2 separate regions of the Mus musculus genome follow, and region 2 is linked to region 1. The links are chromatin contacts, called in public ChIA-PET maps. All regions are on one chromosome and are shown on one strand. Each heading gives the region's core, a stretch centred on a gene start, on an enhancer-like site or on the middle of the called end of the contact. The rest is flanking DNA. Distances are from core to core; before and after follow the strand shown.

Region 1 (3,822 bases), core at 1,049-3,548:
TGAGACCCAACTGGAGAGATAGAGAGGGAGCTGAGAGACAGCAAGGATGTGGTAAACTTGAGACCCTTGGTGATAATCTCATTAGATTCGGAATGTCCGCTCCGTATCTCAGATCTGGGACAAGGCACCTCTTATTCTCAGTTTCTCCACCATGAAAGGGAGAGGCAAGCACGTCTGAGTTTGAGAGAGGAAGATTAGATAATGTGGTTCTGTTAGATTCTTACAAAGCAGATGTTGACAGGCATGAGCCCCTTTCTTTTCTTGTACTAAGACAGATGCTGAAGTTTGGCTAAGCCATCAGAAAGCTTCATTGTTCTAACAGTGTTTCAAAAATCCACTAGGGAGTCAGAAACTAGCCTGGTCTACACAGTGAGTTCCAGGCCAGCCAGGGATACACAGAAGGAGAGGAAGGGGGAGAGGGAAAGGGAGGGGGAGGGGGAGAGAATAAAGAAAATGCCAAAACTCCCATGTGTCTCAGTTCCCCATTTTGTCTTTCTCCCTACTGACATTTCCTTGTTGCAGCAATAACAATATGCAAAACGAAAACAGCTTCAAACCTGATTCCCTCAGAACATACCCTGGCCAACACCAGCAGGGCTGCCTCCTAAGCAAGTGGCAGCGCCCTCACAGAGGGCCCTCTGGCTTCTTCTCCACTGGGCATGGAATCCAAGACTGATGAGGGAGCTGAGAACTGAGAGGCTCGAAGCCTCAGACTGCAGGCTGCCTTACAGACATCTCTCCATTCCCACTGCCTGTGGGAAATTTACTTCAGGGGTACATGGCCTGCTTCTTCTCTGTTTTCATGTAGTTCTACTTTGTTTTTCTTCTCCTTAAGAAAAATAAATAAATAAAAAGAGAGGGAAGGGATGGGCACTATTGCTGTTACAGAGGACCTAGGTTCAATTCCCAGCACCAATTCTCAACCATCTGTGACTCCAGTTACACACACACACACACACACACACACACACACACACACACACACAGTGCACATATATACACAGGGGAAAGCATCCATACACAGAAAATAGAAAATAAATAGAGGAGTGGTGAGATGGCTTAGTGGGTAAAGGTGCTTGCTGCTAAGGCTGAGGACCTGGGTTCAATTCCCAGTGCCCACATGGTAGACAGAAAGAAGTGATAAGCTGACTTCTACATTTCTACTGACACATGTCTGCACATGCATATACATGAACGCACACTACCAAAAGCATGTAAATAAATAACTCATAATAATAAAGGTAAGGGGCTGGTGAGATGGCTCAGCGGTTAAGAGCACCGACTGCTCTTCCAAAGGTCCTGAGTTCAAATCCCAGCAACCACATGGTGGCTAACAGCCATCCGTAATGAAATCTGATGCCATCTTCTGGAGTGTCTGAAGACAGCTACAGAGTACTTACATATAATAAATAAATAAATAAATAAATAAATAAATAAATAAATAAATAAATAAAATAAAACAAAACAAAACAAAAAAATAATAATAAAGGTAAAATGTCTAGACATGTTTGGGAGGTGCCAGAGGACAACCTTGTAAGAAAACAGATGGTTTAAAGCTAGAATTCCCCAGCCCAGACGCTAGAATGCAGCTGCTTCCTCTGGAAGACTCCCAGAGCACACGCGCTCTCTCACTCAGCACACATGCACACACTCACTTCTACACTTCCAGCCCCCAACCTCAGGAAGTAGATTTCTCAAAAGCTAGGGCTGGATATGAGTCACAGGCAATTCCATTTTGTTTGGGGCACAAGACTTGTACTGTTTGAGGCCAGAGGAAGTTACTGAGAAGATGTGGTCCTAACCCCAAGGGAAATTCCCACCCGACAACTGTTTGACAGTCTGGGAGGAGCATGTTCCCTGTTCCCAGAAAGGATGTTGTTTCCCCAGTCAAGGTCTTGAAATCTGCAGGGCCTGGGACTTATGGGTGCAGCTGGGCTAGCAGAGAAGGAATGTGAGCAGCAGGGGGTCCTTTACAAGAGTCTGCAGAGTCAGAGTAGGAAGGAGGTTCTTGTATCTGCATTCAACGATAGGGCATGGGAAGGGGAGCATGCCATTAATATTTGGCACCTCAATTGCTCTGAGGTTTCCAAACTTTCCCTGGGAGCAGCAGCCTTTGGAGAGAGAAGGTGAAGGAGCCCCACAGCACCCTCCAGCCCCCCCTGCCTCCCTCTTCAGCCCATCCCACGTTCCTAAAACCCCAGGTTGTGAAGGAAGTGGTGAGGACTGTCAGTGCTCTCCTTGGCCCACATCAGGACAATCTAAGCAGAGAAGAGAATGACGTGGACACTCTTTCCTCCATTGCATCACAGTGGGAGAGGAGATGAGGCCTGCTGGGGAGGTGACCGCCCTTAGGGGCTGGCCCTGTGGTTCCCTGGAAGACAGGGAGGTGAACTGTCATGAAGGTTCTGATCAGACCTCTTCTGATTCCTTTCCTTTCTCCAGTGCAAACGCTTCGATGTGCCTCCTGCCATCCTGGTCCTTCAGCTCACAGGGTAGGCAGTGAGGAGTCTAGAAGCAGTTGCAGCTCTGACCTGCTTGCTGGCCTGGGGTGTGGGGGCGGGGGTCAGTTCTGCTGGCAGCCTCCCTCCTAGGCTACTCAGAGTCTACCTCAGAGACACTCCCTGGTGATAGTGAGGTTGACCAATACTCTTAGCAGCTCCTTGAGGAAGCAGAGCCCTCTCTCCACCACTGAGTCACAGGGTGGGCCGAGAGCATTGCGCCAATCCCAGCATCAGGAGAGTGGAAAACAACAGCACCGGCTGGTGAAACCACAGGAAGACAGAGTTTCAAACAGTCACCAGTCAACAAAAGACACCTTCCTGAACCTAGAGATCAGAGAGAAACCTGGGCCCGGTTTTGGGGGAGAAAAGAAACATTAGAAACAGATATTCTTAGCTGAAGTTTTGCTAGAAAGAACTTCTCCCAGAGGTTTTCTGGGGACACACATGAGCCACCAGAGACGACACACAGTCTTGCCCAGTGGCAGACAGCCTCCACGAGCACAATGACAACAACTTAGGCACAACAGAGAACTGGCCGCCAGACTGTACAGGTCATTGTGTGTGTGGATTCAAGGCTTCTGAAGGCAAAATTTGAAGATACGTAAAGAAGATATTATAATACAATCCACTTTGGCCATGAGAATTACTAGCCAGGGTGATGGAAGTCTGTGGGTGACAGGAAGTGGCTGAGCAGGTATCTCTGGAGAAACGTTTTTATGTAGGGTCATGGTGGCCTTTGTGCAAAGCTGCGGTTCTGACTGAGTGATCGTTACTGTTGCCTTTACAAGTCTCCGCTATGGTTTCTTTTCTTTTTCCTTCCCTCCCCTCCCCTCCCCTCCCCTCCCCTCCCCTCCCCTCCCCTCCCCTCCCCTCCCCTCCCCTCCCCTCCCCTCCCCTCCCCTCCCCTCCCCTCCCCTCCCCTCCCCTCCCCTCCTCTTCTCTTCTCTTCTCTTCTCTTCTCTTCTCTTCTCTTCTTTTTTTTTTTGGTCAGGAATGGCAAAAGCTGCCTTGGTTTTGATCCTGACAAACTCACAGTGAAGAACAGAAAGCAAGATGTTTTAGAAAGATGCTTCCAGAACAAGACCTGGCCACAGTCCGGTTAGCCACTCAGATAACCTGCAAACCCAGGTGGCAGGAGTCCTAGCTCCTCGGTTGCTATTAACTGAGACATTGCAGTTCCTCCCCAGCAGAGGGCAGAGTAGCTTCTCATTCGCCTCACCTCTTCGACTACAGCTAAAGGAAAGTCTGTTTAACAAAGAAAACGTAACTTGCCTTCTGCAAAGCTAAACATCAATTAGCCTACAAGCCTTCAGCTGGTCTG
Region 2 (3,522 bases), core at 965-3,464, 730 kb before region 1:
GGGAGAAGAGAGAAGTAGTGTTGCATCATGCTTGACTCAAGAGCAACCTTTTGTGTTCTTTCCCCTCAGCCAATAGAGCTTGGAGAAGACCAGTATGTGTACATATCTATGGACTATGGTTCCTGGTCATGTGGAAACTGAATTTTTAGTGTCTAGAACGGATGAGATTAGCCCTTCTTTGTTCCACATGATGTTTTAAATAGGATTTGTCTGCTTTGAATTCACATGAGGGTCCACTCTCTGAAGTATTATGCTGATGGTATTTTGAGGGAGGAAACATGATGTATACAGGTACGGCCTTTGGCAAGTAAAGTCATTAGGGTGGAAGCTCTATGAGTGAATTCTGGAAGCTTTATGGAGAGGGAGAAAGACCACACAGATATAGCGGGATGTAGAGGCTGATGTAATGTTCCAAGGGGACACTCACCAGAGGCTGCAATGTGCTCTGGGACCTTGAATCTCTAGAATCATGAGCCATAAATAGCTGTGTCTAAGTACTCTAAGTATGAATGGTACAAACACAATTCTAACTGGGGGATTTAAATATGAGTGGGTTTTAGTATGAAGATAACATGTTATAATACAAACTCATATAGTTCAGAAGGGTTGACATCTCTCTGACTATTTAGTGACATCCAAAGATTCCAGGCTCATGACCAGCATGCTTTGCACCTCCCCCCCCCCTTTCCCCCTTAAATATCGGTAGTTTAGAGTATTCTCTATTATCTGTCTTCCTTACTCAGTTGAGCACTAAGATGAATGAACTCATGGCCCGGTAGCTATGTAGCTGGAGACTAAGGTACCAGATGTCTGTGACATACCCATATAACGATGCTTCTGACAGGCACCCCACTGTGCTTAAGTATACTAGGACAGCAATTACCCACCTTCAAAAATATCAAGATGCCTCTGTCTCTACTGTCTTTTTTTTTTTTTTTTTTGAGGCAGTCTCACTATATACTTCTAGCTGGCTTGGAACTGGTTTTATAGACCAAGGTGGCCCTGAACTCATAGATCACAGAGATCTGCCTGCCCCTTCTAAGTACTGGGATTGAAGACCTGGGCCACTGTTAATTCCAAAAATGTGAGGAAAAAAGACACTGACCCAAATCATCATGGTCAAATTAATTAAAGCAAGCCTTTTAAAATTCATGTACATGGGCTGCCTCCCGCAATGGTGAGGCTCGAGAGGTCAGCGTTGGATGTGAGGAAGACAAGGGTTTTATAGTTCAGGAGTATGTAATGGGCATTTGGTGGGCAAAATAGGCAGGGTTGCAGAAGCAGAACATAAGCATAACAAGTTAGTTATGACACAAAGAGGTAGTTGCAAGATGGGCAAAACAAGGTAGTCATAGCAACAAGCAATCATATAACCTTTTGAAACAAAGATAGGGTTGTAAGATGGTTATAAGCAACAGACATGGTTGTTGTTTCTTGGAACAGGCAGTATAGAATCATTTATAGTTACCTGTGGGGTATAGCCCAATCTTTGAGAAGCAGAAGTTTAACCATAAACAGGAATGAACCTGGTCTGTCTATATTATAAAATGGTTTTTTTGCTTAAGGAGGAGGCAGGTTGGTTCTTCACCACAATGCCTTGCTGTCCCCTAGACCACAGTGGAGGGTGTTCTTCTGAGGTAGCTGGTCTTTAGAATCTTCTTCGTAAGGTGTTCTCGGAGTTGTATGTGGACACTATACTTACTCATTCCCTGCCCGGCTTGGAATGACAAAAAAGTCTGTTTACGGATACTTGTGTATGTCAGGGCTGTGGGGTCTATTATAGTAGTAAGGGGGGGGGGGGCTCTAGACAGAGACTCCAGAAAATTTTTGGACTTGTTTCCAGTAAAATATGACCGTGGGGAGGGGCAAGGAAAGAGGCTACTGGGAGATTTGAGTTGTTATAAAGCAATGTAATACTTCACTGTTTTCTACAGAGAGTATCTCATGACAGGGTTCTGAGAGCCAGCCTTCTTGCCCGCCAACATCTGCAGCTCTTCAGAGCTGTCAGATGCCCTTGCCTGCAGGACTGTGTGGGCCACAAAGAGCTCTGGGTAGGTGGTGAAGGATTGAATCTACCATGGGTAGAGTGGGGCACACCAGAATCTACAGCACCTTCTGTACTAGCAACCCTGTCAAGGGTGATTGTGACCCAAACAATGGGGACATTGTGAGCTCTTCACAGGGGATCATTTGAAGAACCACTCTGCCAGGAGGCCTCCTTTGTTCAGCTGTGTGCGAGAAGCTGCTGGGTGTGAAAGGGATTCTATTGTTTGGAGGATGCTGCTCCACTCTCTGAAAGTTGAAACCCACTTTTCCTGTTTTTTTGAATGAGGGTGGGGCTGAGATGTCAGTGAGCTTGAGTTCTGTCTCATTTATTCTGTTGTTATGGAAATATGTTGAAAGGACATCAATAAAAAGAATGAGATTCTAAGTCTGTAGGTTCTGGAAACAAAATAGAAAACATTTCTAACTTGTTGGATTATGATATTAATTTAACTATTGTCCAAAAAAGGACATGGTACCCACTAACCTTTTGAATATTTTCCGTATGGCAGGCACAGGGAAATAGATCCCTCTGAACACTTCACACAATTTAAATTTGACAAGGCAGCTGTGATTATTCCTATTCAACATGTCACTTGTCAACGATCACTCAGATAGGAGGACTCAGATCTTCATTCTAAGCCAAGTTTTGACTACACACTCATTTTTAAATACATACATTTTATTATCTATAGTGGAGGTATACAACATAATGGTATCCTTCGTCCCTCCCTCCCTCCCTCCCTTCCTTTTTTCTTCCTTCTCCTGCTCCTTTTAGATTTTATTTCTTTTATATATGTGGGTAAAACATCTCTCTCTTCAGACACACCAGAAGAGGGCATCAATACCATTGCAGATGGTTGTGAGGTACCATGTGGTTGCTGGGAATTGAACTCAGGACTTCTGGAAGAGCAGTCAGTGTTCTTAACCACTGAGCCACCTCTCCAGCCCCTTGTTATTGTTTTCTTAACTGGAGTCTGTCTGCTGCGCGTGTCCTTCTTGACTTCTTCAGTTTGCATATCTACTGCTTTGTATCTTCTGACCTATGTCTCGAATTTCCTGAATATATTCCTGAATATAACCTGTTCATATTGTATTTTTTGTGTGTATGTTTCCTGGACCGGTCCTTTGGCACTGCCCAGTTGGTGTGCTCTTCTCTGGGAAGACCAGCCCTCCTACTCCCAGCATTCCTCAGTTGCCTGCATGTCTTTGTGTTAGATGGTGGCCTCTGTGGCTTGTTCTTGTCTACTTAGGTGTGTCCATTGGTTTCATCCTTGTTCGGCTCACATTCGGGCTGTCATGATGGTGTTATGGAGTTAACTTCTGATGTTACTAGGAGACACCATCTCAGAGCAAACTCCCTGACCCTCTGGTTCTTTATTGTTATTAGATGTCACACGCAGATGAGATCATAGAGTATTTTTTTTCTGCTATGTGCTTATTAAAGGCATGCACCACCACGCTCAGCTGAGTAGTGTT

What was found. ChIA-PET counts read pairs in DNA pulled down with a chosen protein or histone mark.
Region 2: a contact with region 1 is called in an RNA polymerase II ChIA-PET map of memory CD8 T cells, with 147 read pairs. The contact joins two enhancer-like sites. A contact is called at or near these places in 3 of 115 datasets of contacts at active chromatin or transcription factors (embryonic stem cells, large pre-B cells and memory CD8 T cells).

Annotation. Positions count from the first base shown.
Region 1 is chr11:34,008,872-34,012,693 of GRCm38.p6, reverse strand. All of the region lies in intron 4 of 4930469K13Rik (RIKEN cDNA 4930469K13 gene), which reads left to right. Among named protein-coding and RNA genes, the nearest start is that of Gm51857, 28 kb to the right of the region's middle. Within about 2 kb of position 2,298, at least 150 of the 459 cell types and tissues checked have an H3K27ac peak or open chromatin away from gene starts, as enhancers often do. A contact at or near this core is called in memory CD8 T cells, where this site is marked.
Region 2 is chr11:34,737,818-34,741,339 of GRCm38.p6, reverse strand. The region is part of intron 2 of Dock2 (dedicator of cyto-kinesis 2); the gene reads left to right. Among named protein-coding and RNA genes, the nearest start is that of Dock2, 44 kb to the left of the region's middle. Within about 2 kb of position 2,214, at least 48 of the 459 cell types and tissues checked have an H3K27ac peak or open chromatin away from gene starts, as enhancers often do. A contact at or near this core is called in memory CD8 T cells, where this site is marked.